Linked DNA regions of Acanthopagrus latus: region 2 is linked to region 1. A link is a contact called in public Hi-C data. All regions are on one chromosome and are shown on one strand. Each heading gives the region's core, a stretch centred on a gene start, on an enhancer-like site or on the middle of the called end of the contact. The rest is flanking DNA. Distances are from core to core; before and after follow the strand shown.

What was found. A called contact is a pair of places that touch in the nucleus more often than the background predicts.
Region 2: a Hi-C map of muscle shows a contact between it and region 1, with 2.9 times the contacts expected there. The contact joins the promoter of abrab here to the promoter of sdc2 in region 1. A contact is called at or near these places in 2 of 4 Hi-C or Micro-C datasets (both in muscle).

What each region holds. Positions count from the first base shown.
Region 1 is chr3:6,983,491-6,990,891 of fAcaLat1.1, forward strand. sdc2 (syndecan-2) reads left to right here and starts at 2,876. Exons shown (of 5, transcript XM_037093679.1): 1 at 2,876-3,410. The coding sequence starts at 3,351.
Region 2 is chr3:7,241,163-7,248,563 of fAcaLat1.1, forward strand. abrab (actin binding Rho activating protein b) reads left to right here and starts at 3,198. Exons shown (of 2, transcript XM_037093373.1): 1 at 3,198-4,323; 2 at 5,326-5,841. The coding sequence starts at 3,518. The coding sequence ends at 5,809.

The DNA of each region.
Region 1 (7,401 bases), core at 1,626-4,125:
GATGGGACCTGCTTCTTTCTCCCCTCTTCTTCTGCAGCTACTTTCACCTGTTCTCCAGACCAGTGTTGCTAATCACCTGGCAAGCAGTCAGATACCTGACACAGTGAAACCTGCCTTACCAGTGAAAATGTCCTTTTCCCTGGACTGACTAAATAATCAAAGAGGTGCTACAGTGGCAGTGGAACAGAAACTCAGTATAAATGAGAGGAAAAGATTGGCTGTAATCTTGACTACTATATTAAAGGAATAGTTCCAAGTTGTTGGAAGTGTCATGTTTTTGCATCTTGCTGAGAATTAAGGGAGACTGACACTCGTTGATACTCGAAACTTAATTATAATAAAAAGGATAACTGTTTCTACACTTTTTTATACAGATTTCAAGAACAAGATAGGTGCTGAGCTTTAAAATGCAAGTCTTTATGCTAAGCTACAATACTGGAGACATTATAAGAGAAGGCTCTGAAGTTATGGCTCTCTCCCCATTCGGTAGATAGGGGCATGGTTTTGTTAGAACAAAGTAACTGCCCAGGGGCAATGCCAATAGGATAGACTCGCCTGTGAGGATTTTGACGATACGCACAACATAAGATAACAGTTGCATATTTAGATATATCCTTGTTCGTCAGTTGACAGAACGATACAAGTTGCCTTTCAAAATTCCTGAAAGTTTGTCTTTTTCTCCAAATGAGAGATCCAGCAATGGCACTAATTAGCAAAGCTTCATCATTCAGCTGTGAATCTCTTCACGGCGTAATTGGTTCAAACGTGTCAAGGGTGCGATATCATGTCGTTGAGCTCAGCAAGCATATGCAGATACCACAGCGTGTACTTACCTCGAGCACCAGGGCAGGTGGAGCATATTCACATTTCAGCCAAATTATGATCGATACATGTCGTGTTTCTGGGAGTAGACCACCTGCATTCTGTTTCAGTCTGCTTTACAAACATCAACAAGTCCTGTCCTCTGCATCTAAAGGAAGTCACCTTCTATCTGCACAACTACACTGACTTGACGGCTGCTAATCACAAAAGTGCCTCTTAAATCGAGCATTTGGAGAACATGTTTTAAAGCTTATCTATGTGCTCTGCAAGTCTGTTTCTATCCAATAAGGCTTCTTAAATAAAGTGATAATTGTGAAATATTAAATCAGTTAAATAATGTGCTAGGATATATATAATGTTGCTCCTATAATCTTAATTTGTCACTCTAAAATAATAAATGCAAGTTTTCATGCATCAGTCCATCCATTATCTGTACTGTCATCGTTTGTTGGGTTGTAGCAACACATACAGCATATTTGGACAAGTTTCTATATTCAGGTCTGAGCTTGCAGGATTGATTTTAAAAACTGTGAGGCATTAACAAATATGTTCCCATTTAAAATTAAGTCCCCTAACTCTATTGTTTTAAGACAATGCTGCAACACTGTGCTGCTGCGAAGGACAACAAAACTTCGCCTGACTTTCCATCAGCATGTGAGTGAATAGATAATCACTGAATGTTTAATTTTCGGGTGAGCTTATCCTTTAATCCCACAAGCACAGAACTAATAAAAATGAACTTATCATTGACTCAAAACACTTCCAACCTGAATAACCTCGAAACCTTGGAAGGGAGTTTAAATTGGGGCAGAATGTGGAAACTTACATACATGTGACCGAGGTTACATTGTCAGAATTATAAAATTGGGAGGATAAGTTCACCCAAAAATGAAAAATCAGTCATTATCTACTCACCTACATGCCAACGGAAGGATTTTGTAGTCCACAGCAAAACAGCATTGCAGCATTCTCCTAAATAGCTTACGTATTTCAAGTCTCTTTGGAAAGTACGATTTGTAAAAGTCATACTTTGAAGTGGGGTGCGTGCTAACTCTTTTAGCTTTGCAGCTACAGTGAAGATTTTGCTTATGAAAGGGTGTAAATAACATCTTTTTTAATCAATTTGGGTTGTCAGGGCTTCTGAAGATTATGCCAAGGAAATTGAACCTTTTCATGTTTGTTATGTTGGATTTTTTCTACATTTTTAAATCAAGTTCTCATCTACTTGTGTGGGGTCTACTATCTACTAAGTGTGCTGCCACACTGGTTTTGCTGTGAAGCTCCAGAAATGTTTTGTGGACTACAAAACATGTCTTTGCATCAGCATGAGGGTGAATAGATAATGACTGGATTTAAATTTCTGGGTGAGCTCCTGCATGTAAAGACCCAGTTATAAAGAGTTTGGAGATGGAGACTGTGCAGTAAATGTACCACTGTGTTGACTGTGGATGAGTTACTAGCTCACAACACCAGCAGGGGGAGACTTTGCCCATGGATGGCTGAACTTACAAAACTGATACAACTCCTTTTTTTCTCTGTTTAACTCCAGTGCATCTCTCTTAACTGGGATGTTGGGTATTTCATCACACGGTGAAATTACAGAAAACACCTTATCGGATGTGTCCACAGGATCTCTTCTTTTTTTTTCTTCTTTTTTTTAATGCAGCAATGAACAGAGGAGACTCGTTTGTCATTCAGAGAGGCGATTGAATGGAAATACGGGAAAAAAAGAAAAAAAATTCTCATTAGGGTGCAATTAATGATCGTTATCTCGACGTGGAGATAAATGGCTCAATTAGCCGCGCGGGTTTGTTATCCGACCTCCCCTGCAGATACAAAATAATAATAACAATAATGCAATAATCAGCAGTAATTCCTATCAGAGCGTCAACGGACGATGTAATTAGTTTGCTTTGATCGGTGTCTTATTTTTTAGGGGGGGGGTACTTAGTTGCAAGTTCTCGCGGTGTCACGGCCGAAAAAGGAGCGCACGCACGCACTCACAGCAAAAGCGCGTCAGTCCGTGCGCGCGCGCCCCTCTCTCTGTCTCTCCACGCTCCGTCCTCGTTATTCTCAAGTGAGCGCTGAGGGAGAGAGCAGCGCGAGCGAGCCGTCTCGTGCGGATTTTCTTTTTTTCTCCACTCACGCGGGGCGCGCGGAGGACTTTTGCAGTTTTGCTACACAACAAAAAAAAAAACACACGCAAAAAACAAACAACAACAATAACAAAACGTGCTTGTTCGTGCAGCTTTTACGTTTTTATTTGCGTCAGATTTAAAAAGAAAAGAAGAAGAAGTGCCTGGAGAGAGAGAGCGAAAGAGAGCGAGAGAGAGAGAGAGAGAGAGAGAGAGCGAGAGGGGGGAGGAATAACCCAAAACGCAACACGTATCCGGTGGGATCCCACTCCTGAGAGAGAGAGAAGCGGCAGGAGTTGGAGCGAAGGGTGCGAGGAAGGAAAGAAACGAAGAAGAAGAGGGGGAAAGATTTGACGTTTTCGCTCCTAACGACGCGTTTTTAATTGAGGAATAATGAGGAACGCATGGATAATTTTGACCCTCGGGCTGACCGTCTTCCTCTCCGGGGAAACGGTAAGTTAAACTCTGGACTGCGAACTACTACTTGACAAACGGTGGTGATTTGGTGTGGTGTGGGGGGGACCTGGGGTCCGATCGCTCTCTGCTGCGGTCTGTGCAGTTTGATTGAGACACACACTCACCCCACGAATCAACCTGTGTGTCTGCTTTTTATCTTAAAATGCTCCCATAGATGTGTGGTACAAACCCGTGATATCACAGTTTGACAAGTTGGACAAGTGTGAGTCTCTGTCTGACATCTGACTGTACACAGGCCTATTGCTGACTGCCACTTTGTCTCTACAGCATTTTTCCCCCTCTATATCATATAAGATGCTTGGATGGAGCCTGCAGAGGTTAATGTGATTATCTTCAACTTCAGTTTTTTTTTTTAAAGGGACCAATGTGAATAAAGTTGATTGTATTTACTGTGATGTCGTTGCACCAACAGCAAAGACTCATTTTCCAGGAGATCTTTAGAAATCTCACATGACATTGGGACAGTTTGAGACTATATGACACTTGAATCGAAGGAAGTTATCACCAGGCTGACTGTCAGAGCGCCCCTGGTTGTGTTTCACCTGTATAAACACTGATTTTTTGTTATGATGCAGGGCTGTGCTCGCAGAAATGGATGCAATATTGAGTAAATGTCATACTTATTGGATCCACGCAGCTTTGCCAGACAGATGCATCTTTATCCTCTCCTTTATTCTGGCAATTATTGAGCAGTCGTGGCATTTAAATGGCATAACGCTTATCCGAGCAAACTTATGAGTCTCATCTTCAGTGTTTTCAGAAAGTTTTTAAAACCCATTCTTTTTTGCTGCTCCATTCCTCTTGATTTCCTCGGTCGTGCCTTTCCTCACTCGAGTGTGCATCGGCCCTGCAAATTGGCCGGGGCTGTGCGACTGACAGATTTTGGCACATTCATGTCGCAGCCCCTGTCATTATTTGTCCCCTCCTGTTGTTTCTCTGTGGGTTGTGACTTGTCGCTTGGCGCACTGCCTCCTCCTCTGTTGTCCAATTAGCTGATTCAGACACTGTTGTTTTAATGACTCATTGTTGTTGCGTGAGGTCACCCGCCAGAGTACATTTTTCACGTTTGCTATTATCTGCTTTCACACCACGGCTGTGTATTTGCACAAAAAAACTCTTAGTTTTTTTTTGTTTTTAGTCTGATTTGATCACGATAACCCGACGTACACCGACAGAACTCCATTAGCACAAACCACTGCATCAGAACTACCGATACAGTCGAAAAAAGGCTTTCCACGAGAGTTCACTGAGGAGGCATTTCAAGAGCCATTGACCACACTTTACGCAGACAATTCATACACACACACACATGCACACACTTTAGCCTGATCAATATCTGCCTCCCCCTTTATCGGTGTCCCCTGAAGGCCTCCCTGCAACTTGACGTGCGACATCGATTCTAAATATTGGCGCTTGTGTTGACGAGCGCTTGATAACCTGCTTCAGGCACATCTGTCTGTGCTTTAATTACCCCGTCACATCACAGCGGTACAGTGGTGTGACTCTCAGCGGCACACTAGGAAACAAATTAAAAACTCGCCGCTCTTTTCAGAAACAATTTCAGCGCTGAGGTAGGTTGTTTAAAATCCCGGCTCGTGGTTTATGTACTTGCCATCTTTGAGCAAAAGGTTCTGCAGTGAAATACAAGTTGCAGACTGTCTGTGCTTCACAAGAAACACCAACTGCTGCTGACTGTAGCTGGTGTTAGCGTATTAGCTCCAGGAGCTGTGCCGTTAGCAGTCTGGTGGTGGAACTCAGGTAGTTGGGTAGTTTGAGCGTCTTACACCTCTAGCACAGGAGCTTTGGAGCGGGATTGGCCACGAGCTAGCTGGTTAGCTAGTTCAGTTTACTAGTTCAGTAAACATCTCTGCAACACAACATATAGATATCACAATATCAGAACTGTTATATCCTCAATGTTTTCAACTAACATTGCCCCTTTAAGGATGAGTTAAGGAGTCTCACAGCCTGAGGAGAGAAGCTGCTCTGTAGTCTGGCGGTACGGCAGCGAATACTTCTGTATCTCATGCCAGACAACCACAGGGTGAACAGACTGTTGGTGGCTGTTGTCTTTTAGTATCCTGGTAGGTGGCACCAGTGATGTTCTGGGCAGCCGTCTAACGAATTATATCCATTTGTGGTGTTTCCAGTGGGTATGCTCCCTTTTCTTCTCTGTTAAATGTTGACAGAATTGTGGTGCTTTTGTCTAGAAACCCATTTATGTTCCAGCTCGCTTAGACAGTAATGCTTTAACAGCGGTGCAACATGTGAGGTCTCTGCACATGTTAAAGCCTCCACTTGAAGGAAAATACTGTTTAGCCGTGCTGTTGTGTCGCCATCGTAGCTCTCATTAGATGAGGTCAACGTGTGGCGCTGCAACGGCCTGCTTTCCTCTTTAACTCCTCTCTCCGACTGTTTTCTGTTCCGCTTCCCACCCCTCTTTCTTCCAAGAACTTTTATGAACGAGGAGGAAGAGTTGGGCCGGGCTCAGCCTCGATGTTGTGGTCTGTAATTTGTGTCATGTTTTGGTGGGAAGCGTGGGTGTCCACCTCCCTGCACGTCTGTGATTTACAGGGGGGGTTCTGAGTGCTGGATGCCGGACTCAAAAGAATCACTCCAGGAGGAGGGCCGGGTTGGGGAAGAGGGTCAAAATAACATGGGAAGTCTCTTCGAGTTCAACAAAAGAAGGAGATTTCACATATCTGTTTATCTCTTTTCCTCCTCTGTGTTTGTTATTGACCGATCCCATTCGTGAGGATGATGCAGGGTGAAAGCTGTCTTATAGTCTTCTCTCAGAAGGGCAAGTTAGGTTGGATCGCTGTAATAAACTATCCTCAAATAGTCAAAAAGAAGAGATGCTCTAAGCCCGAGCAAATCCCTTGTATTATTTCAAGGGTGAGGAGGCCGAGGCGCCGAATATAGGAGTTCAACTCGAAGCCTTTGATGGCTTTTCAAGGGAAGGAAGACGGTGCAGGCGGTGTATTGTGAGGTATGTATTATCTATCAAAGTCCCGCAGAGGTATTCAGGTTTCGTTTTTTGGCTTGGATTCTTCTTTTTTTTCGGTGTATCTGCTGATTTGCCGGTAATGAAATGAACAACACAGATGCAAAAGCTGACCTTCATTTCAACTTTCAGTCCGTCTAGTTCCTTTTTTTTTTTTTTCCCAGACAGACTCATGCGCATCCACGCATCGAGACGTGTCATTCACCCAGATTCACCAAGAAATAAATAACCCATACAGCTTTTTATTGATCCGAAGGCCGCATGAATCCTCAAAGCATGTTCATTTCAACTGTTCTCAAGTTTTTTTTTTAAATCCTCCATCCCCCCTCCAAGGCCAATGAACTGAATGCGATCCTTCGCTCGGTTTTTGTTGTACAGCACAAGGCTTTCAGATGGAGCCCTGAATGAGCGCCGCTCGCTGAAAATGTTCCCCTCTGTTCTCCGACGATGCGAGCAATGCGCTTCATCTCGAGCACTTCGTTTCCAATGTGCTCGGTGGTGAATAAGTAAAACATCGGTGGGCAGATGGCAAACAGCATATTTTCGTTCTGCGCGGAGGAAATGTAAGGATGGAGAGGAGGACAAATGTGCGAGACTATAAAATCACCAGATAAAGGATGTGATAGGTGAGGTAGCAGAGTAACGACAGGATGCAGTGCCGCACAGACAGAAGCAGAGGCCAGATGCTGCGCTGTGGCTCCTCCTGCTGTATATTTAATGACGCTCTTTTATTTTGCATTAACCTAGAATTCGTCAAACTGACGACACACACAACCAGCCTCCCCCCTGCGTGAGGCCGCTTGTGTTTTGTCTGACTGTGGAAACGCCGCCGCTTTTCCTTTTTTTTTTTTTTTTTTAAAATCTTTCTTCCTCCTCCTAATAAATCCGCCGCTGACACACATGGGAACGCCGAGTTTTCTTGCCTACCTCCTCGCTGGTGTCCGACCCTTCAGGGGGTTGCAT
Region 2 (7,401 bases), core at 1,948-4,447, 260 kb after region 1:
CGATCGAAGCTTCCTCCAGCCGGCCCTCGCTGACCCCTGTATTGAGCTCACTTTAATTTACTGTCTTTCCCATTTTCTATTCACCGGGGCCTTGTGGTACAGCCAAACAATAACATACAGCCTCTTCGGAAGGAAGTATTAGTGGATTACATCGAGGTTTACGTTTCCGGGGCCAGGACAGATTTGTGCGGCTGGCTTCTTTGTCGAGGTCACCATTCCACTGTGGAAGCAGCACAAGCCCCTCTGCTGCTGGATCAAATCTGTTGTTTTGTGTACTTATTTCCGCTAATTTGTCTTGAGCCATGTGTTTGACAGATACGGATGACGTTGTTGATTCGTCTGGAAACACAAGACACATTTAATCATCAAGTGGAAAACATCCTCCGAGTCTGGTTACAGCTGTTTCATCTGGTTATTTTAACTGGTCCCCGCAAATAAACGCGGACTTAATTCGAGCTACCGCCGCAATCAAGATGATAGCAATGAGCATCTCCTTTTAACAACAGGATTCCAATTATGTGCAAGGACGCCCCAAAGCACAACACGAACCAGCATCACGCAGAGGTCAGCGCAGCGGCGAGAGATCCTCGGATGCATTCCTGAGCAATTAATGCGCCGCAACAAGGACGGCCAAAGAAAACAGTCCCAGAGCGAGCAGTGGAAGGTAAACAAAGCAGCGGCAACAGATGTTGACGAGCATCAGCAAGCACAGGTGCATTCTCTCCAGAGATGGACCTCCTCTGCCAGGAGTGGAGTCTATCGACCACCCGGTGTAGTAGGCCCGAATCTTCGGAGTGGGCTTTTCCCCGCCTGCAGCTCCTTTTTGGACGCGGAATGAAAAACACCTGAAGACGTTCTCTCCATCGTTCCAGATGGTTCACAGCATGGACAGTATGTGTTTTGGTATTTCTTTCCTCTTACCTGTGTGAATCTGTGTCTCAGAGCCTCATACTCTCTCCTTTCCACTCTAAAGATGCGGTTTCAATAAAAAAATTGATTGACATTAGATTATTTTCTTTAACACTATACAAGTAACTGTGGTATAGGGTGTTGCAGATTCACACATATAAAGATTTACATGTTTGTGTAGCGGGGGTATCTGAGTGAGAACACTGAATAGAGAGCTGAGGAGACCTGCTGACGAGTGCCGCAGTGCTTCAACTATGACACCATAGCAGCCTCTACTGGTGAACCGCCACCCTCACATTAAATATTTAGTTAACAAAACAGACTCTTTACCTTTGCTACATGCTGAATCTTTCAGACTGAACCTCAATTGAATATGGGAGGGATAACAGTCTATTTTCTCATTGTATTTCCTGATACACAAATACTCATTATTATGGTGTGAATGAGGGATGATTTATCCTGTTGTGTGTCCTTTCAACGAGAAAACAACAATTCTGACTTCTGTTTTTGTTCTGTTTTCCTTACAGCTGCACGAGGTGTGTGTGTGTGTGTGTGTGTGTGTGTGTGTGTGTGTGTGTGTGTGTGTGTGTGTGTGTGTGTGTCACCTTGGCTTTTTTGCTCCTCTTCCTCTGTTTTCACTCAGACATGTTTAATGGAGTGTCTCACATATTCATTGCAACTAAATCCAACAAAAAAAAGAAAAATATTTTGTTATGTATAAGAACATTTGTTGTTTGTATTTTACCTTTGACAGCAATGACATATTTTCTTCCGTGTGTTTTCACACTGAAACCTGGAGCTGTAATGAGCCTGTCTGTCCTGGCGGTGGAGCACTGGCCCTCCTCTCAGAGCAGCATGAGAGTCTGTACACATCATCACTCTGACTTGGTTTGAGAAGACGTCTCGATGAGTCACTTCCACTCTCCGTGACAGACTGCCAACAGCTGCAACTTCGTGTCTGTGCGTGTGTGCCAAGTTCTATTTATAGATAACCCGCCCCTGCAAAAAACCAACAAACATAAATCCATGACATGTCTCTTCATATAAAGTGCAGCTCTTAAAACAGCACTAAACGCCGCTGTCAAGGCACAGATCGGCTAATCGTTAAGTGTTGATGTTGTTTGTGTTAATGTCAGGATCCCTTATTTGTGCGGGTGATTTGTGACCTCGCTACCGGCTGCGTTGCAAGACTAAACCGCTCCGTGCGTAAGCAGGAGATCCTTGTCTCCCCCAGGTATCACATTCTTTCCTGCTCAGAAGTTCCCTGTTTCCTTTCACACCTCCGATTAAGTGTCGCCTTGCATGTTTGATACTCTCTGCTGAAGCGTTGGCTGCATCCCCTCGAGGGTCGGTGTGAAGCGACAGCGGCTAATACACTGAACTACACAGGTTTTGACACATCTTTAAGCATAAAAGGATAAATGTCAGACCTTTAAGTACTGTATGTGTCAGAGAAATACAAATTAGGTTGTCTTACTTTGTTTTCTCTGCAAAGGGAAATCATTAAATGGATTACTTCCCTTCTCCCTTTGAAAACTTTGCAACATTTGCTGTTAAACCTGACAACAGGAACCTCTTAAAAGTAAATTTACTCAAGTACCATCCTGAAGTACAGCCACAGGGACGACTACATTTATTAGCTTTAACATATAAAGCGTATGATATACCTATGAAATGACATGCAATGATGTAAATAACAGTACCAAACCATTTATAGAGTTGCTAAAATGATCTACCTCAACCTGTTGTGGCAGTGTTAATGCATCAGCAATAACATTCTACTATTAGTGCAAAATATATACAGCAGCTGACGGCTATAACGTGCATGATGTTGTTGATATTAATGAGCTTTTACTTAATGTATAATCTCAAATCTAGGATTGTATTTACTTGTATTATCAGTGTTGTATTGTTGCTTTTACTTAAAGTGGAAAAAGGAACCTTTAAACCTTCATCCCTCCAAGTGTTTCTATGTGGTATTGATGTCGGCACGTCTGTCGCAAAGACAGTGTTAGCAACAAAATGATTAGCGTAGTGAAAGTGAGGTCCATAGGAAAACAATACATGACTGTTGTCTTTTTAAAGTCTAGAAAAAAACAACTTAGCTGACTCAATGTTAGTACATTTCCCTTGATTACTAAGAGGTTGTCTCATCAACACATATTTGCATTGTTCTCAAAGATTCTCTGTGTCTTTTAATGGGAGACAGTGAGCAGTGGTAAGTCTTCAATGGTATTTGTGCCAGTGCACTTGCTGATTAACTCAGCACCTCCTGGTCTACTGCCCTGTTTACCTCTGGTTACATGCTCCACAATCTGTGATGAAATATGAGTCCGTTGGGGTGACCGGTGCCAGGGAAAGACGATCAGGTTGGTAGCATGGGATGACTCGAATACTTTCCACGGTCACGTTAAGGGTTGCACTCCCCATTTTAGAGCTGTGGCTGCAGGCGTGTGGTTCGGGAGCGACAGAGGGAGAGAAAGTTCCAGAAAACAGAGATTTGAGCGGAGAGAGAAGATTAATATGATCAGGCTAATCTGACAGCTGTTAAGGAAGATCGCTTAGCGGGTTTAATTGTGCCTGAATTGACACAATAATACTCATAACTATGTCTGACAAACAGGCCGGACAAGCTGCCCAAAGGAAACCATCCACCAACAAGAACATTAAGAAGCTCCGCACAGTCAGCATGGTGTGTGGCCTGGCGAGCAGCTGGCAGAAGTGGGTGATGGATAATGAGAAGAAGCAGGCCAGTGAACCCAGTGGCTGGGCTCCGTCTTCACTGGGAGGACCAGCGGAGGAACGTTTAAAGAAGTGGGTCCCAAAGAAGCCTCCTCCCTCTCAGACCCAGCCAACAGAAGCCTCCCACAGTCCTGTCATCAACTCTGAAGAGGTGAAAAAGATCTCGACTCCTCACAAGGAAACCCAAGATGCACCCAAGACGGAGGAGCTCAAGACCTCAGCCGATCCACCGGTTGAATCCTGCATCAAGGTGAAGCAAGTGGTGAAGACGGTGACCAGCGGGGTTGTGGAGAAAGGTGCTGGTGTTGGGCTTCTGACCGAGAAGATCAAGAGGGAGTCTCTTCCATCAGATGAGGAGATTGACCGGCTTCTGAAGAAGAAAAGCTCGCCTACACGCCGCAGGAAATGCTCCAACATGGTGTCATCGCTGACCAAAAGCTGGAAGCAGGTGGAGAGGGAGCAGAAGCTTGGAAAAGAGGCAGGAGGAACAGGAGAGGGACCCACAGGTGGTGGTGATAAGGACGACAGTGGACACCCCGAGGCAAAGAAGGAGGGACTGGACATAGAGGATGCTCGGACACAGAGGACAGGCTCTTTAAAGGAAACAGAACAAGAAGAGTCGGATGAAGATTCTGTGTCATTGGTCAAGATTAAAAGACCCACTGTGCCGATGTGAGTACAAGTTCAAGAGAGAAGTTGTTTTTGAAATAAATAGATCAGATGTAACAGTGTCTTTACTTCCTCAGGCTGATATTTCTTTTTGAAGCAGGATGTTGAGGTTTACAGTTGAGGATCAATCTTAAGCATAAATGTTGGTTGCGGAGCCAAAAGTAGCTTTGACAAAATGCAGAAAGCAAGGATTGCAAGGATAATCGCACAGTTAAGGACCTGTGCAAGTTCTGAGTTTCAGAGTTGTTCAGGCCAGTTGTGGGTTGATGACCCAACCTGCTTCACGTGGGATAGGTGAGCTCATGTGTGAACGGTTGTTGAGCTGTCTGTGCAAAGACGGTCATTCCAGTTTGACATAGATGGATTAATCTGATTCTCTGGAACTCAGAGTTCACACGCGTCATTATCGACTCTGTAAGGACACTCCCACACAGAGTTTAAAAGCCTGCAAGTCCCTTACAGTTAGTTACAGCTGAAAATGTGACCAAGAAACTGAAACACGTCCAGTTGCCTATAACACAGCACAGCACAGGATTTGACAAGTATTATCAGGATAGTAGGAAAAAGACTTTGCACCACTCTGAAATACAACACATGATGTCAAAACGATGTTCTGCTGCCAGCTGATCATAGAGCCTGACAAGCTTTTTCAATATCCTCATTAAACAGCCACAAACACATAGTGACAGTGAGCTGTTTTACCTTATACAATCCCTTTTTTTTCCTCCCTTTCTTACCAGGCAACCTTTTTTACATCTATTCAGATTTCTTTATGCAAACAGTTCGAGCTTACAGGGAGGTTTCTTGGGATGATGAGCCCCAATTACTTTTACTTCCATGTTTTCACATTGATAACTTGCCTGTTAGGTCTGCATTTACCCTTAAGACCAACAAAAAAAGGCAACAGCTGCTTACTGCTGCATATTTATAACTCCCCTTGCCCCTTGCAGGATCAAAACAGTGTATTTTTGATTAATTTGTAATATGATCTTACATCTCTCCCAGTTACAAAAAGGAAGCTGAGGACGCTAACAAGATCAACGCCCTTTCAAAGAAATACAGTGCTGTGGGCAACCTCAAGAGCCGCTGGCAGAACTGGGCCTCAGAGCACACCGTAAACCAGAAACTAAACCCCTTCAGCGAGTATTTCGACTATGACTACTCCATGTCCCTCCGCCTCCAGAAGGGCCAAGAGGGTTACGGGCGCCCCAAGGAGGGCACCCAAACGGCGGAGAGAGCCAAACGCGCCGAGCAACACATCCACCGCGAGATAGCCGACATGTGTTACGTGATCAGGACCATGGCGGATCCGGACCCAGACGGAAAGACGCGCATCACGTTCGGAGAGCTGTTCGACAGATACGTCCGGATCTCTGACAAGGTGGTGGGGATCCTGATGAGAGCCAGGAAACACGGCAAGGTGGCGTTCGAAGGGGAGATGCTGTGGCAGGGCCAGGATGACGGAGTGATTATTACTCTGCTGGTGTGATGTTAACACCTGGGTCAGAGTTGTACTGGAAATCCTCTTACAGCTTACAGCCGATCTTGTGAGATAACCTCAGTCTTTATCGAGGAGGGCTAAGAAGGGGATTTAAAATCCAATTTGACCCGGGTCTATTCACTGGACCCTTACAGAACAATATCAAAGGAATATGGAGACTACAAAGCTTCACCGATGAGTCGGTGTGGATTATCCAAGGAATGGATTGCTGCTATTTCTGTAGATACTTGAAGACTCTTTCTGTCAGTGTTGTGGGTATTGAGTTGTAGCTGTCATGCACATGTTTTGAGAAATCTCCAAAGACTTTAAAGTTTTAATCCAGGAGCTCGGGGGGGAGATAGTGTTCTGGCTTTTGGCTGCTTAAGTTTCCATTCAGAGTTGCCTGCAGATTCTCCTGTGTGTCTCTTTTGCACTTCCTTTGCGGCTTATATTAATGAGATACTTGATTACGTGTTAATGTACCAAATAACCAGCAGCTTTGCGGTATAGCGCAGCGCAGTAACTCAAACACAGATAGGGTTTCACTGCCTGAAGAGCTGCAGCTCAGCATTCATTATACAGTACCAGGCACAATGCAGAGGAACAGAGCCGACCACAGCACTTTTAAGTCTCATGGCCCGTTAGACTGAGCCTGTTATGATTAATGTAAAGAGTGACTGTGACTGTCTGGGGGAGAAAGGAAAACTTTCCTTTTCACATCCAGTTATTGAGTGTTTGCCGGAGTTTGTAGAGCCACATGGAAGCAGTGTTTGGATATTTTCAGTGTTTGAGAAATTAGGCAATCGGCAAAAAAACGTCACAGATGTGCTTAAACTGTATGTTTGTTCTTGTTGCAACTACACACTTATTTAGGATCAGTTTTCAATTTAATGTTGTGACAACACTGTGCTTATGGTCTGGCTAGGTTTAGGCCCCAAAAACCACTTGGTTAGGGTTCGGAAAAGATCACATTTTTGCTCAAAATACTGTACCTGTTTTGGTCACCACAAACATGTCCGGTTTTTATAAAAGAAAAAAGAAACTGGGCTGAAATTGAAGATGCTCTTTGTAACCATTTCAAGTATTGAAGTTTGCTGGAGTTTGCTAGCAGATTGACATGCAGTGTGAAGGGAATTTCAACATTGATTTCTGGTCAAAAACTGACACAATGATAGTCAGTCTGAACATCTAAGAGCTCTTTATGCCCTCTTTTCAACTGGCTAAAATGCTGTCATATTGCCACCTGAAGGCGAAATGTAGTGTCATAGATATAGATCTGTATAGACTGTGTGCTCCCGGCAAGAGGCCTCTGTTTTTATCTACCAATGCAAAATAGACATTGCGCTCACTGCTGTAAACACAAACACTCAGAGCATTACGGCTTTAAGTACTCAGAGCCGGGACTTGTTGAGTGAAGGGCACCAGCTCATGAAATAAATCATGCTGCTGAAGTGTATGTGGCTGTTGGCGTGGAACAGGTAAAGTGCCTGTCCTCCAGCTGATAGGTTAACAAACTGCTTCTTCACCCCTGCAGTGAAGTATCATTGCAGGATTTGCTATAAAGGCACCGTTTGTCCTCTCGTCGTCTTTCAGACCACTCA